Regions from separate parts of the Sus scrofa genome. Here region 1 is linked to region 2. The links are chromatin contacts, called in public HiChIP or PLAC-seq maps. All regions are on one chromosome and are shown on one strand. Each heading gives the region's core, a stretch centred on a gene start, on an enhancer-like site or on the middle of the called end of the contact. The rest is flanking DNA. Distances are from core to core; before and after follow the strand shown. Region 1 holds the start of ATP2A2 (ATPase sarcoplasmic/endoplasmic reticulum Ca2+ transporting 2). Region 2 has its middle 55 kb from the start of ATP2A2.

Region 1 (7,113 bases), core at 1,904-4,403, 56 kb before region 2:
CCTCTTGTGCCTCGTGTACAGATTATAAAAACTGCCTATTTGATTCTCCAAAAGGACATGCCTATTTTATCACGTTTTTCCTATTAAGTGAATAGGAATAAACCGACTACCATAAAAAAAGACTTGGCGCTCTGTTAAAAGATAAAGAAATGAGGAATGAAAAGGTCAAGTCCAATGTAGCCATAGTGCCAACCCCACATGAAGAAAATCAAAGAAACAAGTTTTATATCTACAATTTCCTGATCAAATAAATCAAAGCAAATTAAGTGTACTTCCTAAACAATAAAAGTTAAAACTTTTCTATTTAGCAACCCACAAAATAAAAATGTAACATATTTCATTTCCTAAGCAGTTAACTCCGCATAGTGACCAAAACGGTAACTCAAATTTCAACTCCAAAATATAGCTCTATAAAGCTAAAAAAGCCAACATCCTACCTTAAAACAAAATTAAAGCATTTATTTAAAAACCCACTTGAAAATGCCTAGAAACTATAAGCTCCTTACTTTAAAATTTAAAAAAAAATCACGTAATTATCTCAAAATATTAATATAAAATCACTCAAACTGGCCTTGACTCAAGAGCTTCTATACAACCCAAAGAGTCAATAGCTTGTCTGCTGGAAATAATGCCACTGATGTTGTAACACTGCCTTAAATTACACACACAGAATAACTCCATAAAAATTTATTTTATCTCTGGCTTGTATACAGCAGGTGATTAACTTCTAAGAGGTCCTTGATGACCTTACTGTACCCCAATATTAAAACTACCAAACTTGAGACTATTTGAGAATTATTTAGCCAGTTTAAACATAAATATTTATACTATGTATTAGAACTAACTGACCAAACAGTTCTACTCCTTTATCTTAATTGGTAAGCCAGCAGCTACTTACTGCAGGGTTTTTTAAAAAATTAATCCAGAAAAAAACACATTTAAAAGGTACAGAGTGATTAATTCAGGATGCCAAATGGTTTGCTATGATGGTCTCTTAATTTTATCCAGTGAAAATATGAGGAATTAATTATTATTAATGGCTACACATCACTTGGCTAACATGGCATGATATGTTATAGAGTCTCACAGCAGTATTTGAGTACAGCAACTCCAAAAACGTTCACCTCTTGCCAATTTTTTCCCTCCACCTGCCCACTGCTTTGTATATTTAGTTCTCAAAATAGCCCTGTTGGATATATGGCAGTCAAAGACTGAGGTAGATCCCTGAGGCTTATATGTGTACAAACATACAAAAAAGGAATCTTAAAACGGTGTCAATTTTGCAAAGCCTGAAAAAAATTACTGCACTGAGGGAATTTCACTTCCTATCTTGGTTTTTACAAGAATGAAACCCTGTGCTTTAAGAACAAAAGGCATCTCATGCTGTGAGGATTAGGAACGTATGTGTCCTATTCATGACCATTTTTAGGAAAACTTTGAAATCCACTGCCCAAGAAAAAAAGTGAGATAGAAAATTAGTATTCAACATGAAAAAATGTTAATAACCTAGAAATATCCTTGCCAACCCTCATCACCTTTCTTCTGCTGCAGTTCTTTGCATTTCACCAGTTTCTAAGCAACCATACAGGACTCAAACGGGTAAGCACATACAGAACAAGAAAAAACAATGATTTTTTTTCTTTTAGGATCTAGAACCAACTGTACTGAACCTTGTTCTCTCAACCTAGGACTCATTCAAGACAGGGGTCCAATTTAGATAAATATACTACCCTAAAGGTCAGTGACCAAATTTGGTCAACAGTGGTGCCATCACTGCCGTCATCATTCTTGTCACTGTCAGAAACAACTGTCACCTTGCCATTACCAGGAAGGGAGAGCAACTGGAATATTCCTTTTGTAAGTTCTATTTACAGACTACAAAGAGCCAGCATCATCTTAGTATGATCTTACACAATGGAAGAACCCAAAACAGAAAAGACCTCCCAATAAAGAACTTCTTGATGTTAAAAAGAAACAAACATACAAAAAAACCCCAAACCCCCCACACAAAACATGAAGACACAACTTAAATTTCCAAACATAATGTTCTCACTCAATAGACATTTGCTTCTTGGTTTTTTTACCTATGGTTTATTGTTGACTTTTTGGAAAGAAAATGTTTTATACTTACAAAAGATATACATGCTGCCAACAATAAAATTCTAACGAGTAAGTCTTCAAACTGCTCAATCACAAGTTCCAGCAAGGTTTTCCCTGTTAGAAACAATCATATTAGTTATAAATGTCATCTTTGACATCAGCACATGAAGGGCAGCGGGAGAGAAACACGTTGAGATTACTTACCTTCTTCAGCCGGTAACTCTGCAGGATGTAGAAATCCACCAGGCAACGTGTCAAGAACGGGAGGGGGGAAAAAAAGCATTTTAGCACTCTGACATTACAAAAAGAATTACTAAAGTATCACTGCCTTTTAAAGACATGACTACATATATGAACTCAATCACTTTTAATAGAAACCGTACCAAAACGGTATCCTAAGAAAATGTACAATATTTGTTGCACTGATCTACTCCAAAATGTGAAATTATATTGCAACCTAACAGCGCTCCTGATACAAGGAGTCATTTCAGCTCTGTCATCACTTCTGCCAGATGTGTAACTCTGGATAGTACAAGAACAGTCAGAGGCATTCCCAACTATAACAACGCCTCATAAATCCGACTGGGGACAAGAAAATGTCTCGCAGGGCTCAACCCAGCTGCAGGAGACTCATCCCTCTCTCCACCGGGGCCAGCTGCTGCGGGTGAGAAACCGCCGAGCTAGCTGCGTGCGGGGAAGGTCAAGGGCTGGAGCCACGAGGCGGCGCAGACCCGACCCCGGTCCCCCGCCTGCAACCCCTCTCTCCCAGGGGGCCGGGGCGCGGGCTCAACCCGCCGTCTGCAGCCCTCGGCGGGCGCGGAGCCGAGACCCACGAGGTGGAGCCCGGTCAGCCATCTTTCCTGGCTCTCGGGCCCGCGCCGAGCGGCGCGGGGACCCTGCAGCCCGTGCACCAAGCACCTACCGTTGGAGCCCCATCTCTCCTTGAGCTTCTTGACCTGCTCCAGGCTCAGCCCCGTGCTCTCGTTGACGCCGAAGTGGCCCAGCACCTCCTCCACCGTCTTTGTGTGCGCGTTCTCCATGGCTGCGGGGGCCCGGCCGGCCTCGCCTCCAGTCCCCGCGGCCTCCTCGCCTCCGCCTCGCACTCGGGCCGCGGGCTCGTGCCACCCTGGGCGCCCAGGCGCGGACTGGCCTGTCCCTCTCCTTCTCCTCCTCCGGCCGCTTCCGCCTCGCCGGGCGCTGAATCACCCCGCGCCCCCTCCCCCAGACAACCGCCCCTCTCGCAGCCCTGCCCTCGCCGGCGCCCGCCCCGGGCTCAGCTGGACCGTAGGGGGGGGCGAGGGGGGGCTTCCGACCCTCCCTCCCCTCGTCAGAAGGGAGGGCCTCCTTCACCCTCAACCGCCCGCCGGGAGCGCAGGCCGCAGCCCCCGAGCCCCCTCCCCGTTCTCCTGAGGTGGTTCTCCGCCCCGCCCGGGCCGGGCCGGAGGAGGGGACGCTCGGCTGACTCCTGAGAGCCGAACCGAGCGAGGGAGGCGAGCCTGCGGGGTGGTGCGCGGCGCGCTCGCCCTGTCCACTCAGCTCCGCACCCCCGACAGCAACGGAGGAAACTGCGGCGGAGGAGAAGGAGGTGGCGTCGGGGACGGCTCCGCGGCGGCTGCTCTAATAGCATTTATCCGCCGCTGCCTCCCCTCTCGCCGCCGCCGCGGCATGTGGACGCCGCTCATTGGCCGAGAGGGCCCAGCGCGGCGCGGGCGGCGCGGCCCCGCCCCCTCCCTCCGGCTCCCTCCCTCCCGCGCGACTGGCGCCCACGCGGCCGTTCAAGCCCCGCCCCCTCCTTCGTACCGCCCTCAGGAACCCGGATCCGGGCCGGCGCGCGCAGCTCCTGTGCAGGGCGCGTTGTGGCCCGCTGGTCCGCGGAGGCCCGAGGCTGGAACGCTTCTTTGGCGGGGCTGTTCTCGATTCTCGCCCCACTCAACCATCGGCAGGCGTAGAACCCGGGAGGGTGGAGGGCTCACGGCGGGCTGCCTGCACTCATTGACCGGAAGAAACTGCCTGCCCATCTGGGTCGGCCTCGGGTTAGGGTGGGTGATTCGAAGGCGAGACGGAGGAAATTGGGAACTCGATCTCCGCAGAGCTCCCCTAAGCGCGCTGAGGTTAGGTGTCCTTGGCTCGCCCCCTTGCCCTCCGCCTCCTGGGCCGCACTCTGCATCCTAATCTGTCTCTCAAGAGCACCTTTCAGGATCCAAGGGAAGGAATTCCGCATTTAACTTCCCACGCGGCCAAAATCCCTCATCTGTTGCTTCAGGAACACCGCACCCCACCCACCCCGACCTCCCCACCTCCACCGAGAGCTTCACCGCGTGCAGATACCAGCCCTTCCCCAGCGAGTTCTGTGCTCTGACTGAGGGAATCCCACACTGGCGGGGGCGGGGGGAGGAAAAAAAGGGGGTTTTATTTTTAATATCCCACGCAGCCTTTGATACACGTCCGCATAGAAGTCACAGATTACGCTACTGTAACAAATAGCGAGAGTTGTGCAAGAAGACACTTCGCTTGGTTTTTAAGATGAAGGCTATCTTCTAGACTTTCACTTTTCCCGATAGGAGAAAAAGGCACTTGAATCCAGAATCTGTTCTTAAACCACAGATAATTTGCTCCTGAGGACTATAGAAAACCTACCTAACTGCACAATAAAGGGAATTTTGCCAATATAAATAAGTTAGACTACTTAATAGAAAGGGACCTTTGCTTTGATTTCATGAACAAAAGGTGAACACATTCGCATCACAAAGAGCAGTTTTCTTAAGGGACTGTGTCGCAGAATGAAGCATTTAGTCCACTTTTGTGTTTGGCCATGGTGTACCATACACAGGAGCCAAAGCAGAGCAAAAATCACCATAGTTGTCCCAGATGGCTCAGTCTCAGTACTTAAGATAAAGTCCTTTAACAGATGCAAATCACTTTGCATTACCCCACTGAAAGAAAAATCAGGCACCTCATTTCATTTAATTATTTCCAAGGAGCGGAGGCTAGCATGTAGTTTTGATACTTGGAAAAGGACCAACAAAACCCTACACTAAACAGAAATTCTAGTGTATGGCAATGCGCTAAAGAGAAGCAAGGTGGAAACTGGTTAGGTCACAGAATAGGAGCCTCTTCCAGGAGGGACATGTGACTGGATGGTGGGGGTGTGGTAATGGAGGGCTGGTGGTTCTTTTCCCACTCAGACCGCTTCACCACTTCTGATTCTGACCAATTCTTATGCCTCACCCCAGCAAGGATTGTTACCTTACTCAGCCTAGAAATTACCTTGAGCATTTTACTTTGGACCTCTGTTCCATGGCTCCGTCTCTGCCTGGGGTTGTAAGCACTTCTATGATTATAATCTTCTTGAGAGTTTTCTGATCTGGGCTCTTGTACTCAATGCTCTTCCCTAGATCTTCATGCTCCTACTTCCATCTTATTCAGATCTCAGCTTATATGTTACCTCCTCAGAGATGTCTTGACTGACTACTTAAAGGGTTATCCTCCCCAACAAACCTTGCTGTCATATTATTTTTTTCTTCAAAGCATTGATCTCTGAGGTTGTATTTTTTGCTTAGCTGTTTACTGCTTGGCTCACCATACCAGGATGTCAGCTCCATGAGAACAGAAGCTTGTCTAGCTTGTCCATCTTCAGGATGCAGAAAGCTCCTGGTATTCATTCATCATTTACTGAATGCCTACAGTTGTTTGTTTGTTTTATGGCCATCCTTGGCATATGGAAGTTCCTGGGCCAGGGATTGAATTCTAGCTGAAGCTTCGACCTACACCACTGCTATAGCAACACAAAACCCTTTAACCCATTGCAGTCACACCTCCACAGTGACCTGAGCTATTGCAATCAGATTCTCAACCCACTGCACCACAGTGTGAACTCCACCTCCTGTTTCAGTGAATGAAAGAATCTTACCATCCCTGATTTATAAGGGACTTTAAAAGGGCCTGGTCATGCAAGGGCCTCAGCAAATTTTTGCTGAACTCCAAGTTTATTGATTTCCATTTGGTAAAATAAACAGGAGGGCCTCTGCATTACTTGCCTCCTGGGAATGCTGTGACAGTTAGGTTTAAAACAAACCAGGGAGTTCCCGTTGTGGCACAGTGGAAATGAATACAGCTAGCATCTATGAGGACATGGGTTCGATCCCTGGCCTTGCTTGGTGGGCTAAGGAGCCACCGTTGCTGTGAGCTGTGGTATAGGCCGGCAACTGCAGCTCCCATTTGACCCCTAGCCTGGGAACTTTTATATGCCATATGCTGTGGATATGGCCCTAAAAAGCAATAAATGAATAAATGAATGAATGAATGAATGAATAAAACAAAACCAGAATGAGGCAGGATTTTAGGCTTCTCAGAGATGAGCAATATGTAAGTTCACACTGGTAGCATTACCACATTGTCATCACGCTCTCAGACAGTCCTTTGTAATTCTTCTATTTACTGGAGGTCTTCAACTCAAGATGGGGTTACATCTTTTTTTTTTTTTTCTTTTTTGGCTGCCCCACCACATATGGAGTTCCCAGGTCAGGGATCAGATCCAAGCCACAATCTCCATCTAAGCCGCAGGTGTGACAACTCTGGATCCTTAACCCACTGTGCTGGGCTGAAAATCAAACCTGTGATTCCCAAGATGCAGCCAATTCACTGCACACAGCAGGAATTCCTGGGATTACATCTTGATAAGTTGAAAATACATTTAATACATTTAACCCTCTGAGCTTCATAGCTTAGCCTAGCCTACCTTAAATGTGCTCGGTGCACACTGGCTTACAGTTGGGAAAAATCATCTATACCAAACCTTTTTTATAACAAAGTACTGACTATCTCATGTAATTTATTTAAAGTGAAAAGCAAAATGGTTTTAAGTGTTTCAATGTTTACCCTTGTGATCAGCGAGGCTGATTGGGAACTGCAGCCTGCTGCCACTGCCCAGCCTCATAAGAGTGGATGGTACTGCATCTTGATAGCCTGGGAAAAGATCAAAATTCATAATTGTTTCTACTGAATGTGTCATTG
Region 2 (7,000 bases), core at 2,944-5,443:
AAACGTCTTTATTTTCTGAAAGATCAAATATTAGGGTACATCTGTTTGCCTACTGGATAATCCAGCACTGAAACTGCTTTGATTGCTGGTTCCATTTCTCATCTAGATAACCACACTTTAAGTTCTGAAAGGAGGAGACTGATGGCTTTTCCTTCTTGATGTGCTTGATACAAAGCTGGATGCAGGACAAGGCCAATGATTACTTGCTGGTTTCATTCCTGTTGTCCTCTCATGTTCTTCCATTTACCTATCCAAATTTTACCCATCTTTCCAGGCCCAGATCATTCCTTCCTTTTTGATGAAGCCTCCTGGACTTCCCTTTAGCCTTTCAGTCTTCCCTAGATCTTTTTTTTTTTTTTTTTTTAATGGTAACACCTGCAACATATGGAAGTTCTCAGGCCAGGGATGGAATCAAAGCATCAGCTGCAATCTATGCCAAAGCTGCAGCAATGCCAGATACTTTAACCTACTGTGTTGGGCCAGGGATTGAATCTGTGTCTCTGCAGCAACCAGAGCTGATGAAAATGGATTCTGCAACCCACCACACCACAGCAGGCACTTCCCTAGATCTCTGTTTTATATATATTTTTTCTTTTCTTTTCCTTTTTAGGGCTGCACCTGCAGCATATGGAAGCTCCCTGGTTAGCGGTTGAATTAGAGCTGCAGCTGCTGGCCTATGCAACAGCCACAGCATGGCAGGATCCAAGCTGCTTCTGTGGCCTAGCACAGCTCACGGCAATGCTGGATCATCAACCCACTGAGCAAGGCCAGGGATCAAACCTGCACCTTCATAGATACTAGTTGGGTTCGTAACTCACTGAGCCACAACGGGAACTCTCTAGATCTCAGGTTTGTCTGTTCATTTTTTTTTGTTTTGTTTTTGTTTTTTTAGGGCCACACCTGCGGCATACGGAGGTTCCCAGTCGAGGGGTTGAATCAGAGCTGTAGCCACCAGCCTACACCACAGCCACAGAGGATTCAAGCTGCGTCTGCAACCTACACCACAGTTCACGGTAACACGGATCCTTAACCCACTGAGTGAGCCCAGGGATCGAACCTGTGTCCTCATGGATACTAGTCAGACTCGTTTCTGCTGAGCCACAAGGGGAAGATCCTAGATCTCTGTTTTGATTGAACTTTGAGAGCACTACAAAATTTAGCACTTGGTTATTAGGATTTGATATATTTGCTGTTGTTTAATGTATTGTTAGTCCTGTTAATGACAGGGGCCATGTCTTATACTTGTACTGTACCTTTACATAGAGTCTAGCTAAGAGCCCAACACATCAAATTACCTAGCACAAGAGCTTGGCACAATGGGAACTCCATCTTCTGGCCCCATGCAACTGGGTAACTTCTGAGCCATCCTAGACTTCTTGCCATTTTCTGAACAGGCCATGTCCTTAAATGCCTTTGTCTTCTACCTTTCATATGCCTATCAAAATCTTAACTCATTCTTACAAATCCCATTTAAGTCCTACCTCTTCATTAATCTTTCCTCAATCCTCCACATCAGAATTAATTGCTTCTTCCTCTGAGCTCCTTGTTCTATACATAAAACAGTTTTATTTTTGCTACTTAATACTGGAGTTTTTTAGACTGAGAGGTCTTTGAGAGCAAAAACCAGGTCATGTTCATTTCTATTTTAGCGCTTAGCACAGTGTCGGAGACACGGAAAATAAATATTCGCATACAAATAAATGGGTGAACTTATTTCATTCTCCAATTAATCAAGTAATATCTTTTTCTTTTTGGCTATAGTCATGGCATGTCGAAGTTCTTAGGCCAGGGATTGAACCCATGCCACAGCAGTGACTAGAGCCATAGCAGTGACTATATCAGATCCTTAACCCACTGAATCACCAAGGAACTCCTAATCAAGTAATACCTTGCTATTTTTTTTGGTTTAGCCTTGGCATTTTCATAGAGGAAGGCAAGAAATGTCCATAAAACTATTTAGTACTATAACCTGGTACAGCAGCTTAAGGATTTGGCATTGTCACTATTTCAGATCAGGTTGCTGCTGTAGTTTGGGTTCAATCTCTGGCCCAGGAACTTCCGCATGCCTTGGGAATGGCCAAAAAGAAAAAAAAAGCAAAATTTCACTGTAATGTATTTCAATCTTTTTATTTATCTATCAATCAATCTATTTATTTATTTTAGGGCCGCATGTATGGGAAGTTCCTCGGCTAGGGGTCGAGTTGGAGCTGCAGCTGCCAGACTATGCTACAACCATAGCAATGAAGGATTTGAGTCTTGTCTGTGACCTACACCGCAGCTCACAGCAATGCCGGACCCTCAACCCACTGAACAGGGCCAGGGATCGAACCTGCATCCTCAAGGATAATAGTCAGGTTTATTACTGCTGAGCTACAATGGGAACTCCCTTGAATTTAAATCTCTAAGTTTCATTGCAGAGCTGTTCATAAAGTAAAAAACTGGAATCAATCTAAATATCCAGCAACAGGAGACATACATGATTTAAAGACTTTCACAGATAAAATTTTAAATTGCAATCTACAAAGCTTCCATTTGCACTGTATCTAAAACTATTACTCCTTTTTTAATTTTTCTTTTTTGACTGCACCCGTGACATATGGGTTTCTGGGCCAGGGATTGAATTCAAGCTGCAGCTGCGATCTATGCCACAGCTGCAGCAATGCTGGATCCGTAACTCACTGTGCCTGTCCAAGGATTGAACCCAGGCTGCTGAAAAGACAATGCCAGATCCTTAACCTGCTCACCACAGTGGGAGCTCCTCCAATTTTATTTTTGGCTGCACTTGCAGCATGTGGAAGTTTCCCACCAGGTCAGAGATCGAACCCATGCCATAGTAGTAACCAGAACCACAGGAGTGACAACGTTGAATCCTTGACTGCTAGGCTACCAGGGAGCTCCTATTACTCATTTCTTTGATGCATTTACTTGATGATCATTTTTACTATATTTCTCTCATATAATTGGTAGAATTTTTTTTCCTTTTTCTTTTTAGGGCCACTCCTGCAGCATATGGAGGTTTCCAGGCTAGAGGTTGAATTGGAGCTGCAGTTGCTGGCCTACACCACAGCCACAGCAATGTGGGATCTGAGCTGCATCTGTGACCTACAACACAGCTCGTGGCAATGCCAGATCCTTTAACCTGCTGAGCGAAGCCAGAAATTGAACCCGAATCCTCATGGATACTAGTCGGGTTTTTAACTCACTGATTTACAGTAGGAACTCCAGTAGAGTTTATTTCTAATCATTTAGAAAAGCAGTTAAGTTTGTTCTTCAGGTACAGTAAGGAAACACATTTTAAAAAAAAGAATTGTAAGAAGCATTAAATATAATTTCACACATATTATAGTTCATAAATGGACATCAACCTGTCTGGATATACACAGCCAGTATATTCATGGGTCATATTGCAGGACAACATGGCAGTTAAAGTCTTAGACTCTGGCTCTGCCATGGTTATTAGCTGTGTAATACTGTGGAAGCTTTTCTGTGCCTCAGTTTCCTCATCTATAAAGTGGGGATAAGAGTATCTACACTTCATAGGGTTATTTTGAGAGTCACATTGGTTCCTATACATAAAGCACTTAGGACAGTGTCTCATACATACTAGGTGTTCAATAATGAGTTAGCTGCCAGCATCATCATCTTCACCATCATCATGATTATAATGACTACAGAGCTTCAGGGAGTAAAATTTGTTCAATCTTGCTTTGCCTAACTGCTATTTAAAAAAATTTTCCCGTCCTCTGTAAATCTGCTTCACTTTTAGAACCAACAAACTAATCAAGCTGTGTCTTTAACAGTGGAACAGGCTCCCTCGTGAGGAGTGAGCTGCACTGCGGTTATCTACTGAGGCTGGAAAGCAAGTTGCTACAGGCACTACTGTATTGATTTCTGACTGTGTAGAGGTTGAAAGAGATCCCTCAAAGGTTCCAACAGATCTAATGAATGATTACACGAATCATTCTGAGGTTCCTTTCAAACTCCAAAATTCTATGACTTTACCAGGTTATCATGGGCAGTGCTAAAGCAGCAGTCTTGCCAGGAACCTGCCATTAGTTAACACTCTGAAGTGAGGCAGAAACAAAGACTTTCACTGAAAAACAGAGATCTTTAGTCTCCTCTGTGTTCTGAATAGTGAATTTCCATAGCAGTAAACCAAGTTCCGTGACTCAAGTCTCTCAGCAATTCTAGAAAGGAAACTGAAATTATCAGTGTTTGCTGAGAAAGTACTTACAGTTTGCCAAAAGAGGGAGCATGGGAGCAGAAAGCATATTTTGTCCATCTTTAAAAAAATGTTTGTTTGGATTTTGTGTTTTAGTTTTTGATTCCTTTTGCAAGGACAGGATGAGACTGCACAACAGTTACAAATAACTTTCTTTTTTAAAGACTGCCTTAAGGCAGAAGGGTCAAAGACAATATATAGATGACTTTAAAGGATCCCTCTCTTTTCTCCTCAGACAAAACATTCACCTCATGGCTGGTTGCTGGACATCAAACAGCTGTAATTAAACTGCTCTCATTAAAAGGAAAGAGAGGAGGAGCTAAGCCAGTAGCTTCTCCTGAGGAGAGAAATAATCACATATTTAATAAAAGGGCAACTTTAACTTTATTTCTCTTCCTGGCTGCCATGGATTGTTTAAAACAGGATTCATTATATGCACAATCTAGATCTCACCTTTACTACAACATTGGAGACGTTATCAATAACAACCCAGTTTAAGGAAAGTTAATTATTGGGGGGTTAACTTACCCACCCCCTAGGGCCAAACACTCCATGCCACTCAAAAGGAATGATGTAAGCACCTAGAACCTTTTGTAGAAACAAGTCTTTGATTCACACTCATTAGTCACTAACGTTGGGAGAAGGCCTGTGTAAGACAAGGAAGTTTCTATAAGACACACACATCCATATGAAGCCATTTTTCAATACAAATTTTATTTCAGTACAAAGGTAGCTCTGGCAAGCTATTCATTTGTGCATAGTTTCAAATTCAATTCAGAATTCTGCAAATTTATATATTTTTAGTTTGAGCAACATATTCAGTCTCTTATTCAAATTACCAAAAAGTGCTCTGTATCGTGTTGCATAAAAGCTTTAGAATTTCACTTGGAAAATGCAGAGCTTAAAATTTTCCAAAAAAACTGTATGTTACATAAACTAATTATTTGATAGTTTAATGAAATGGCTTCTTTTATTATTGTTCACTGCTGCATTAAAGCAAAATGATACAAAGTATTAATCTAAAGAAGAAAGTTAAATATTCTATAATTTCCTGAGATCTGGTTTAATTTCCACAGGTCTTTAAACAATGTTCTAAGAGCATTCTGCTACATTTTCTGGACCTGGAAAATACATGATGTTGGACTGAGTTGTTAATAGATTTATAACCGAAAAGACATTATCTTGTATTATAAGATTCTTCTCAAAGGATAACCTTTAAAGTTGGATTATGTCCTTAACTAATACAGAAAGTAAGATAAGCAGTGGCCTTTTGAAATTTACAGTTTAAGTCAGTCTCATGCAACAGTTGGCAACACTGGATCCTAGGAGGAGAAAATCTGTGAACACAGAAGCATATTTCACAGGCTACATTTTCTCCTTTACTTGGGCCATTATGTGCAAGACAGATTATTTTCCAAAACAATTAAGTACTCTCATCAATTAGCCAGCTAGAGTATCAATCCTGAAGGAAAAATGTAATAAGCTCTTCTTCTGTAAGTGCCACCTGTCAAAAACTGTCAGAGTTAGTCAAAGCTTTGCAATGTTCCAATCGAATCATGAAATGAGTGGAAAGACACTGTACAAAGCCTATTAAGTTGCATTACTAAATGTCCAATGTTACATAAAAACTATAAATAACTCTGTACTTTTAGGGCTTTTTTTTTTTTTTTCCAATTTGCTTTTCTTGAAGTAATAACGATGTTCTGCTTCAGTTAATAAAGTAATTTTGGAGTTACCATAGTGTTTAATCCACATACTCTTTCTGTGTGGAATAAAGATGGCAAGCAATAATCAAATCAGAATTATAAGCATTCCTTGGCGTATCTGTCATTAAAATTTTTTTAAATTAAGAGAAGAGCACCAAAGACAGTGAAGGCTGAAAAAACTAATCACTAGGCTTTATAATCTTATAAACTGAAGTTCCTTTAGGGAATAAAGTGCTGTTTCTGGGAAGAGTATCTAGTCTTTTTCAAGTATTTGTAAAGGAATTCATATACTCTGGTTAAAGGAACATCACTTACTGGCTTAAAAACAACAAGCCAGTAGCCAACACTAAACAAATACATTTACCTCAGAGTTCTCTTATACAGTGAGTTAAGGACCTGGCATTGTCAGGTCACTGCTATGGCGCAGGTTTGATTCCTGGCCCAGGAACTTCCGCATGGTGGGGTGTAGCCAAAAAACCCTCCAAAACCAAATACATCTACTTCAATGTTCAAAAACTGATTTTTTTTTTGTCTTTTGTTTTGTCTTTTCTAAGGCCACACCCTGCAGCATATGGAGGTTCCCAGGCAAGGGGTCCAATCAGAGGCACAGCCAACGGCCTACACCACAGCCACAGCAACACTGGATCCTTAACCCACTGAGCAAGGCCGGGGATCGAACCCGCAACCTCATGGTTCCTAGTCAGATTCGTTAACCACTGAGCCACAATGGGAACTCCCAAAAACTGATTTTTGAATCAAGAAGGGTTTGTTTCCACACGGAATATAGCCTTTCCTCTTTTATTTACATATTTTAAAATTTATTTATTTATTTTTCTTATGGCTACACTTGTGGCATATGAAAGTTCCTAGGGGTCAAATTGGAGCTGTAGCTGCTGGCCTACACCACAGCCACGGCAATGCCAGATCCGAACTGCATCTTCGACCTGTGACCTGCGACCTGTGACCTACACTGCAGATTGTAGCAATGCTGGATCCTTAACCCACTGAGCCAGGCCAGGGATCAAACCCACATCCTCATGGACACTATGTCAGGTTTTTTTTTTTTTTTGGT

The links. HiChIP or PLAC-seq counts read pairs in DNA pulled down with a chosen protein or histone mark.
Region 1: an H3K27ac HiChIP or PLAC-seq map of alveolar macrophages shows a contact between it and region 2. The contact joins the promoter of ATP2A2 here to the enhancer-like site in region 2. A contact is called at or near these places in 8 of 47 Hi-C or Micro-C datasets (alveolar macrophages, blood, embryonic fibroblasts and 4 more) and 2 of 2 datasets of contacts at active chromatin or transcription factors (alveolar macrophages and skeletal muscle).

What each region holds. Positions count from the first base shown.
Region 1 is chr14:31,671,313-31,678,425 of Sscrofa11.1, reverse strand. ATP2A2 (ATPase sarcoplasmic/endoplasmic reticulum Ca2+ transporting 2) reads right to left here and starts at 3,153. Exons shown (of 20, transcript NM_213865.1): 1 at 3,023-3,153; 2 at 2,305-2,322; 3 at 2,132-2,214. The coding sequence starts at 3,140. It overlaps LOC110256668 (a long non-coding RNA gene), which reads right to left. Exons shown (of 2, transcript XR_002338532.1): 2 at 6,913-7,065.
Region 2 is chr14:31,616,409-31,623,408 of Sscrofa11.1, reverse strand. No RefSeq gene overlaps it. Among named protein-coding and RNA genes, the nearest start is that of ATP2A2, 55 kb to the left of the region's middle. Within about 2 kb of position 4,193, at least 27 of the 83 cell types and tissues checked have an H3K27ac peak or open chromatin away from gene starts, as enhancers often do. A contact at or near this core is called in alveolar macrophages, where this site is marked.